Regions from separate parts of the Mus musculus genome. Here regions 2 and 3 are each linked to region 1. Evidence: chromatin contacts called from public promoter capture Hi-C data. All regions are on one chromosome and are shown on one strand. Each heading gives the region's core, a stretch centred on a gene start, on an enhancer-like site or on the middle of the called end of the contact. The rest is flanking DNA. Distances are from core to core; before and after follow the strand shown.

Evidence for each region. Promoter capture Hi-C pulls out the DNA fragments that hold promoters and counts their contacts.
Region 2: a contact with region 1 is called in a promoter capture Hi-C map of embryonic stem cells, with 34 read pairs. The contact joins the enhancer-like site here to the promoter of Rgs10 in region 1. A contact is called at or near these places in 11 of 39 promoter capture datasets (the C10 cell line, the HPC-7 cell line, HPC-7-derived erythroid cells and 8 more), 3 of 484 Hi-C or Micro-C datasets (bone marrow-derived macrophages, common lymphoid progenitors and embryonic stem cells), 10 of 115 datasets of contacts at active chromatin or transcription factors (T-cell acute lymphoblastic leukemia, bone marrow-derived macrophages, embryonic basal ganglia and 5 more) and 3 of 9 other capture datasets (adipose tissue, liver and pancreatic islet).
Region 3: a contact with region 1 is called in a promoter capture Hi-C map of the HPC-7 cell line. The contact joins the enhancer-like site here to the promoter of Rgs10 in region 1. A contact is called at or near these places in 11 of 39 promoter capture datasets (the 3T3-L1 cell line, the C10 cell line, the HPC-7 cell line and 6 more), 2 of 484 Hi-C or Micro-C datasets (bone marrow-derived macrophages and nephron progenitors), 11 of 115 datasets of contacts at active chromatin or transcription factors (the 230-238 cell line, CD8 T cells, bone marrow-derived macrophages and 7 more) and 3 of 9 other capture datasets (adipose tissue, liver and macrophages).

What each region holds. Positions count from the first base shown.
Region 1 is chr7:128,416,773-128,419,841 of GRCm38.p6, reverse strand. It overlaps Rgs10 (regulator of G-protein signalling 10), which reads left to right and starts at 1,670. Exons shown (of 5, transcript NM_026418.2): 1 at 1,670-1,776. The coding sequence starts at 1,728.
Region 2 is chr7:128,671,017-128,674,085 of GRCm38.p6, reverse strand. All of the region lies in intron 9 of Inpp5f (inositol polyphosphate-5-phosphatase F), which reads right to left. Among named protein-coding and RNA genes, the nearest start is that of Inpp5f, 61 kb to the right of the region's middle. Within about 2 kb of position 1,450, at least 186 of the 459 cell types and tissues checked have an H3K27ac peak or open chromatin away from gene starts, as enhancers often do. A contact at or near this core is called in the HPC-7 cell line, bone marrow-derived macrophages, embryonic basal ganglia and 6 more, where this site is marked.
Region 3 is chr7:128,629,910-128,632,978 of GRCm38.p6, reverse strand. All of the region lies in intron 1 of Inpp5f (inositol polyphosphate-5-phosphatase F), which reads right to left. Among named protein-coding and RNA genes, the nearest start is that of Inpp5f, 20 kb to the right of the region's middle. Within about 2 kb of position 1,653, at least 7 of the 459 cell types and tissues checked have an H3K27ac peak or open chromatin away from gene starts, as enhancers often do. A contact at or near this core is called in the HPC-7 cell line, where this site is marked.

The DNA of each region.
Region 1 (3,069 bases), core at 421-2,920:
CCTGGCTGCTAGTGCTGCTGGCTTTGGCTGCCTGTGTCTAACTTCTACTCCATTGTGCTAGAGTCTCCTCCTTTCCTGTGTTAGCTTCGGTGTATTTGTGATCAGCCTCTGGGGACGCTTTCAATGGAGGTGGGCAGGGAAAATTTTGTTACTGTTCTCAGAATGCAGTGATCCCACTGGGATGGTTTGGTTTTGCCTTCTCTCTCTCCTTCCTTCCTTCCTTCATTCCCTTCCCTTCCTCTTTCCCTCTCTCTCTCCCTCCCTCCCTCCCTCCCTCCCTCCCTCCCTCCCTCCCTTCTGACTCCTTCCTTCTGACTCTCTATGTAGCTGCCTTAGACATTGCTATGTATATCAGGGTGTCCTCTAACTCAAAGAATCTTCCTGCTTCTGCCTCCGGAGTGCTGGGGTTGCTGGGATTAAAGGAGAGCACCATTATGTCTGTGTCTGTGTCGGTTTAGGCTCAGCTTTTACAGAGCCTATGACCCAAGAGCTATTTCAATGGCCAGGAAGCTTGGGGGGGGGGCGGGCGGCAATAGCAGCTGGAGACATTCAGAAACCCCGGCTTGGAAGCCACACTGATGGTGCTCACCTGCAAGCCGCAGCTGAAGACCTCTGCAGCCTTCAGGGGACGGAACATCCTCTTTGGATAGCACAAATGGCCGTGTTTGGAAATGATGGAGTGGGGAAGGGTAGGCAGAGAGATGGTGAATAACCACAGAGGGCCAGGGCTGAGGTGGCGTTGGGACTGCAGGGTGGACAAAAAGGGAGGAAAATAGAGCAAAATGGGAAGCTCAGAATAGAAGATATAAAGGAAAGTGCCAACTAGTGAAAATCCTGCGAAAGAACGCGCGCGGGGGGTTGGGGGGGCGACTGGGGAATGGTTTAGAAAAATAGCAATTAGCACAGCTAAAAATAAAGACCAATTTCGAGACAAAGCCAGACCCACAAGGAGAAAAATAAAACTCGCCAGAAAGACAATTCCTTGCAAACCGAATGCTCAAGAAAATGGGGCTAACGACACCCCCCTCTTGGGCTGTTTGGTAAAAAGAAATGGGAAACTAGATGAGCGTGGAGCGCGGCGCTGAGCAGGTGACTGGCACCAGGAGGAGCGTTGAGCCCGGCGCTGGGATCTACAGGATTCCGGTAGTTGAGCGCAAAGGTTCTCCTGAGACTGCACCCAAGTGTCGTCCAAGTTAAAAAATGTGCTGGCGCGCTCAGATCCACTCTGAAACCGCAGAGGCTCCAGACAGCGTTCTCCGAGGTTTGTCCCGGGGCTTGGAAGCCCCGGCACAGGCGTGGCGTGGGCCAGAGTGGGCGCCCACTCGCGGCGGCTTGGCTCGGGACTCTGGTGACGCCTCCCGGGCATTCGCGGCGTGAGCAGGCCGCGCGCCCACGGAATCGGGTAGACCCGGGGGCGATCTGGGAGGTGACTCGGGCCTGGCAGGGACACCGAACGCTGTATGTCTCCAGGCCGCGAGGGGAGGGACCGGGATGTGCGCGGGAGCTGAGGGTCACCCGGGGCCACCGCGCCCTGCCCTGCGCGGGTAACTGAGGGCTGGACCCAGTGCCCACGGGCGCGGGTGGGCAGGGAGAGGGGAGCGCGGCGGGGAGGAGGCGGCGGGCGGAGCCTGGAGGGGCGGCGTCGCGCGGGCTCCTCCTCCTCCTTGCCCTCTTCGGGCTTAGCCGCCGCGCTGCCCGGCTGCTCCGTCCTCTGGACGCCCGCGGCGATGTTCACCCGCGCCGTGAGCCGACTGAGCAGGAAGCGGCCGCCGTCTGGTAAGCGGTTGCGGGCGCTTGGGCGCGGGAAGGACGGGGTCGCCGGGTCCCCTGGCGCGGCTCGCTGTGCCGCCCGGACAGCAGCCGCGCTCCTCCCCGCTCGCTCTGTCCCAGCCGCGGCGGGAGCGCAGAGCCGGGGAGCCGCCCGGGGAGGAAGTTGGGCTTGAAGCGGGAGTCAGAGCAGCTTTCTTTCTAGAGAAGGTCTGGGAACCACGGGAGACACATTAACAGCCCCTCACTCCGAGGCAGCGTGGGAAGCCAGGCTTCCCTCCTGCGTGCAGCCTCTTTCTCGGGCGGAATGGGAAGGATGCTCCGCCGGACCTCTGCATCCCCGGAGTGGCCGGCCCCGCGGCGCCAAAAAAAGTGGAGTCCCAAGGTGGCTGCACACCAGGGCGGGGGAGGAACTTGTGTGACACGGCGGGGGAGTCACTTTGTTTTTCCCCCTGAACCTGCCTGACCCACAGTTTGGGGCAACTTGGCAAGACAAAGAACCCACGGTGCAGAAATGGTGATTTGAATCGTGCCATCCTTTTTGTTCTTAATAACACCTAACACTCTTTGATGGCTTAGGTTGTGGCCAGGAGCTGTGTTGACACCTTGTGTGCTTTCTCTTGTCTTCACCATTAGAGCAGCCGCGTCGGAGGGGTGGGGCTCTAAAGCCAGGGTGTTGGGTAACCTGCTCTACTCTTAGCTGATGGATTTTTTTAAACGTAGGTTTATTTGCTTGACTCTGGGTTCGGGGTTCAAAGGCTTGCTTTTCTGTCGCCCAGAGATTCACTACGCTTTAGCCGGTTTCCTCTTTTCACGTAAATATCAAACGTGGTTAAGCGGCTGCAATCAGACATAGACCCAATCCCTTGGCCACCACTCGACAGCTGTGCAACTTCTTTGTGACTGGGGATGTGCAAAGGGTAGCTTTAAGTGCTTAATTGGAGACTCCCCCCCCCCCATCAGCCACATGCAAATCATTTCATTAATTATTTAAGACAACCCCACTAAAGTCAGATTCCATAGAGTTATTGTAAAGAGTTTGCACTGTTGTCTTAATATGCGTTGAAATGCTCCATTAGTGTTCCCGAGTGGTCACATTCCCTTGTGATGCTGATGGCTGACACTGAGTGGTGGTCAGATTCTAGGCACCGGAGTTAAACTCCAACCTTGACTCTGCCACTCCGCCACACTGAATAATGAATGTCCTTGGACCTTTCTGTGCCGCAGAGCTGTGCTGGTGCTGGCTCAGTGTAGCTTGCAAGAACCAATTGCTAAATGTTCAGGGCATCTGGGAACTGGTTG
Region 2 (3,069 bases), core at 201-2,700, 250 kb before region 1:
GTACAAGTGACATTATCAGCAAAGGTTTAAAAAAACAAAACAAGGAACTCTCATGAGAATGTACTTGCCACAGAAAATCAACACTTTATAGAGTACCATAAACAGAGTAAGAAAAAACTGGGTACAAAAGACCCCAGTGAGCAAGATGCTACAGTCCCTACTAACAGTAAATTGCAAATGTCAGGATATAAAAGAGGTTTTAACCTACTGACGGGTAAATTTAAATAACTGAACAGAGTCAGCATTGGTGAACATGAAAAACAACAGCGGGGTCCCATTGCTACTGAGAATAGAAGCTGTGTGATCCCTTAAAAACGGTTTCTAATTTCCTGCTGCTTGTGTTGGGTGGGCAGGGCAAGTCTGAGGATTTTCAGTGCTTCTGGTGCAGTATCTCTGAATGCTAAATATCAACTTTAAGTGTATATGCTGTTTAATTCAACAAGTTTGCCTTCACAAATTCATTCTGCAAAAACAAGTTCCCTAATTCTTAGACTTTTAAAATTGTCTTTACTCTCGGTGGGGGGCACATGTATAAGCATGTGCAGGGGGCAGAGTTAGAGAACTTTATGGCGTCTGCTCTCACGCCCCGCCCCCTTACGTGGGTGCCAGGGATGAAAATGTACACATGGGTGATAAGGCTTGCCCATCAAGTGCTTGACCTGATGGGCCATCTTGCCAGCTCTTCACTTTGGATTATTTTGTTTTTGAGGCAGGGTCACACTATGTAGCCCTGGCTGTCCTGGAACTTGGTATGTAAGCCAGGTCAGCCTCAAACTCACTTTGTGCTGGACTAAAGGTGTGCACCATTATAACCAATTTGTTTTTTCAAACTGAGTTCTTATATAGCCCAGGCCTTGAATTTACTGGATAGCCTAGGCTGGACTAATCCCCTTTACAACCTCTATAGTCTCCTCCTGAGTGCTGGGATTATAGATACACACCATCATTCCCAATTTAGAACTTTTCCTTTTTTCTGCCAGCCTTTGCCTCCGGAGGTGTTGGGATTAAAGGCATGTGCCACCACTGCCTAACCTAAGAATTCTGGGGAAAAGACTAACAGCCAGAGACTTCACTGCAGAACAGTATGTGCACTGCCAGCTCTTTGTGACTTCAGCCCATGGTGAATGTGCGGGTGTCAGGTGACCTTGCTACAAACAATAGATTGCTAACTCAAATCTCAAGGCAAGCCTGGAAGCCGCAAGGCTGAGTGCAGTGACTTCAGTAAACCACTGAGGACTCGGGTTCTTTCTGCCTTTCCCTCTGCCATTCCCTCATTGCTTCCCCAGCAGCACACTGGATAAACGCCCGACTGCTTCATTCACCATCTTGAGACAGATGCAAAAGTCCCTAACATCAAATCCTGACAAAGCAGCCTCAGGGGCACTGTGGGTTCCGGTATATCTTTTATTAGAGCAGGAAGCTTTTCCCACATCAGACCTTCTGTCAAACAGCTCCAGCCTAAACCAATTATGAGCTAGCGCAATGCAGCCACACGGATGAGTCACCCTGACCGTGGGCCCCTCATCGCAGAAAGCAATTACCCAGGAGAAGGACACAGATAACACAGATAAATGAACACTGCCAGGCTCCTGCTGGAGGCCAGGAGGTGTCTGCTCAGCGCCCGCCTCTAGATATTGACGTGCGTCAACGGGGAGCAGGGACAAGTGTGGGAAGAGGTTATTTCCTGGCGTGCACACCTCAGTATTGCTCCTTTTAACAATTTGTGTTGCATTTAAATATGGCTTATTCTTTCTAATGCTACTTACAATTAGGAATATCAATAATGCATGAATCAACACGAATCAACACATTATTAAGGAACTCAATGCAGAATAAGACCAAATCATTCCTGACCACATCCAGTCCTTCATGCCGCCCTCAGCAGCCGCTGGCTCTGATGCTGCAGTGAGGCTCTTGCATAAGCACCCGTGACTGAGCACACTTGGAGTCCTGTTTGCCGATTTAAGTGCTAATTGCTCTGCATCCTTTCCCAGACTTGACGCTTCTCAGCGGTTCCCCTCAGCTCCCCAGTGTGTGAGTCATGGCTTTAATTTGCATTTCCCTGATGATTAATGAGATGACGCACCTTCTCTGATGGATTTGACTTTATAAAATATCCTTGTACATAAAATCCTGTTACATTATTCTGTCCAGTTTTTTTTGTATTGTACATCCTTTTTAATGGGTTTAGAAGACATTTAAATGTGCTGCGAGATAACAGACCAAATCTTAACTATTAAAGATTTATTTTATGTGTGTTTTGCCTACATGTACCTGTGTGTACCATGTGTGTGCCTGCTGCCCTCAGAGCTCAAAAGGAGGTGTCAGATTCCCCGGAAGTGGACTTACTCATGGTTGTGAGCCACCATATGTATTCTAGGGTTGGAACCTGGGTCCTCTACAAGAGCTCTTAACTCTCCAGCCTCCCCTAATCTCTGAATTACCTTTCATTCTCTTCATAATGCCTTTTTAAAAAGTATTTATTTTATGCATGCGTTTCAATTGTGCATAACCAGAAATAACAAATAGTAAAAAATCGTAAAGTAAAAATCAAGTTAGTCCCTTTCCATTATGGTTAGCGTTGTTGTTTTGTACATGTATGTATCTTTGTGTGGTGAATACACAGCATAGCACATGTGCAGAGGTCAGAGGTCAACCTTAGATGTAGGCCTTTGTCTTCCATCCTGTTTGGGGCAGTGTCTGTATTGGTTACAGCAAGCTGGCCTACAGAGCTCTAGGATTCTCCTTTCTCCACGTCCAAGCTCTCCTTAAGAGCCCTGAGATTACACATTCAGGGCCTCGAACTCACAGAGATCCTCCTGCCCCTGGCTCAGAGTGCTGGGACTGAAGACACATGTCATGTCACCTCTTCTCTTCTCTTCTCTTCTCTTCTCTTCTCTTCTCTTCTCTTCTCTTCTCTTCTCTTCTCTTCTCTTCTCTTCTCTTCTCTTTGTGTGAGTGGGTGCTGGGACCAAACCCAGATCCTCTGCAGAGCCGTACATACTCTTAATCGCTGAGACATCCCTCCAGCCCAAAAATAACTATTTCCTGGTTGGGCATTATTCTTTA
Region 3 (3,069 bases), core at 404-2,903, 210 kb before region 1:
CTATTATGAACTGTAATGTAAATATTTGTTTTCTGATGTTCTAAGGGGACCCTTATGAAAGGGTCATTAGTCAATCCCAAAGTGGTGGTGACCCCCAGGTTGAGAACCACTGACCTAAAGCGTTATGGTTATCAGAGCCAAGGATGCTGCATGCGTACTTGTTCTGTGACACACATGAAGTGTCCTGTGTTCCCTTTGTGAAGCATTGCTTGGTTAGCATCCAGCTGACTTCAACCATCATATGAAAGTTTCTTCTGTCTCCTTTCCCTGCAAACCGTATATATGATGTATGTATGATAAAATAAACTTGCTGAGATAAGACAAAGTTTATATGAGACCTCCTGGGCCTCAACTTTCCCATCTTCTCTGTTTTCTGATCTCCTGGTCTGTTCAGAACCTACCAGTGAAGAACAGCCAGGACCTGAGTGCAGGTCGATGGTGCGACGGTTAGGAGCACTTGTGACTCTTACAAAGGATGATCAGTTCCCAGAACCCTCAAGATGACTGGAACTCCAGTTCCAGGGCATCTGACACCCTCTTCTGACCTCCACGGCACTGCACATGGAGTACACTTACTAACATACATGCAAGCAAAAGACTTAACACATAAAATATAAATAGATCTTATAAAAAATCTTTTTTAAAGAAATAGAACATCCTGGCATAATTTTCCATTTAAGGAAGTACTTTTTCACATAAATCTTTAATTAAGATTTTTTCTATTATAAAAATACTGTGATAAATGATGAATTTTATGCAAATATTTTATTTGTCTCCATCCTTAATAGCATTAAGATAGATTCCTAGAAATGAAAGTAGTAGTCACAACATTAAAAAAAAATAAGGCTCTCAAGCATTACCAAATTACTTCTATTAAATGTTATGTCACATTGATTTCTGCCAAAAGCATATTTAAAAGTTTACTTTAAAGTTTACTTATATATAATTTTCCTGCATATAGGTATAATATATATATATATATATGTACATATATTTACATATATATGCAGGTAAACTTAAAAACACACACACAGGATCTCTCTCTAGGTAGTCCTTGCTGTCCTGGAGCTCACTATATACCTAGGCTACTTTGAACTCAGAGAGATCCACCTGCCTCTGCTTTCCAAATACTGAGATTAAATTAAAAGTATGCAGCCCTACTACACCTGGCCTAAAATTTACCAGGATCTTTTAATCTCTTAATTTAATGGCATCCATTACCTAGAAATAGGCTATTTTCTATTTAACTATAAAAGTAGCTGCTTTCCTCCTTCTACACCGATCTCCTCGTGTATGCCATCCCCCTGCTTTGGCCTTCTTGTTTGTATCTTTAATTTCCCTGTGAGACTAAAACAGGAGGGGCTGGAGAAACAGCTCAGTGGTTAAGAGCACTGACTACTCTTCCAAAGGTCCTGAGTTCAGTGCCCAGCAACCACATGATGGCTCACAACTATCTGTAATGGGATCTTTTCTGGTGTGTCTGAAGACAGCAGTAGGACAGTGTACTCACATACATAAACAAAATAAATAAATCTTTAAAAAACAGAAAAAATAGACCTGCAGGTTGAGAGTTCTGCTTACAATTAAGAATAAGCTCCTGTTTTTCCTAGGTTTGTTTGACCCATCTGATGGGATGTGCTTGATCACATGTGGGTGGGAGGTACATGGGCAGGAAATGCATCAGGATGTATGCTTGTCCCTAACTGGAACTAATAGAAAATATGAATGATCGGTTTTGCCTTGTTACGCCCCTACAAAACATGACTTGTGGCCATTTTCTGGACATGACTAGAGTCAATCTTGGTGAGTATTTAATTAAAACTAGCTTTAAATTGTAAACGGGTCTTATTCTTGACCAATGGGATTAACACTAGCAAATGTGAAGCCCTAGAGTAGATTTCTTATTGACCTATGAATCCTTTGTGTACTTAGGACTTTAAATCTTTGACTTCTTTGCAGATGCTGTGTTTTTATCTTTTATACAAATCTATCTCAAAGCTTAAAAAAGCCTTCCTTGCCTAGCATCAATTGTGGCTTAACTGCTTTTATCTCTGTTACTTTTAAATGCTTTACTCTAACCTTTACTCCAGTGACCAGTCTGTCAAGCCTGTATCAGACATGGCAAGTCTCACATCTGCCAGCACAGATGTTCCTGCTGAAGAAGGAGCACCAGCTTCCTTAACCCTGACACTCTGACCTCCAGAGGTCACAACTGTAACAGCTTCATAGAAAGGAAAAGAGGGACTATTGAAGATGTGCTCTGGAATCTGTCCCATTGTTAGGGAAAGACTTATCAAATACCTGCAAGGATTCAAGCTCAGAAGATACAGAACTAAAGAAGCAAGGTGGGGATTATCATTCAAAGGTATGCTTGCTCTAAGTCCAGATAGGGGCAGGAGAAATGACTAGGCAGTGAGTGATTGCTGATCAATCATGAAGTCTACAGTTTGAATCCCAGGACCCACATAACAAGCTGGGTGTCCAGCCCCCAATTTGGGGGTGAAGGTGGAGACACAAGGATCTTTAGGGTTTGCTAGCTCCTAGCCTAGCTAAGAAAACATAGCCCCGGGTTCAGGGAGAGACCCTGACTCAATGGAATAGGTCAACCAAAAAAGAAGACTATACAAAAGTCTCCTTCCTGGTCTCTGTATGTGCACAGATACAAGCAGCCAACCTCCCACTTCACTATTCCCCACACAAGCACACATACACTGTAGAGAGAATCTATTAATAAGCATCACCTGTCAATAAAAAAAGCTTATGGCCAATGAGCTGAGGCAGAAAATAGGAGGTGGGACATTCAGCAGAAATAAAGAGAATTCTGGGAAATAATCAGAAGCATGGGAGATTCACCACAAACACTGAGGAGATGGACATAAACCAGCAAGTAGCTGAACTCAGGTTAGAATAAATAGATTGGCCCAGGAACTCTGAGGAGACAGACATAAGAAGACAAGGAGAGGAAGTCAGCCATGTAGCTGAATCCAGTTAGAATAAAAGGGATAGTACATTAAGAGCAACTCAGAATAAGCTGAAGCTATGGCCTAGGCATTTATTAATAAATAATTA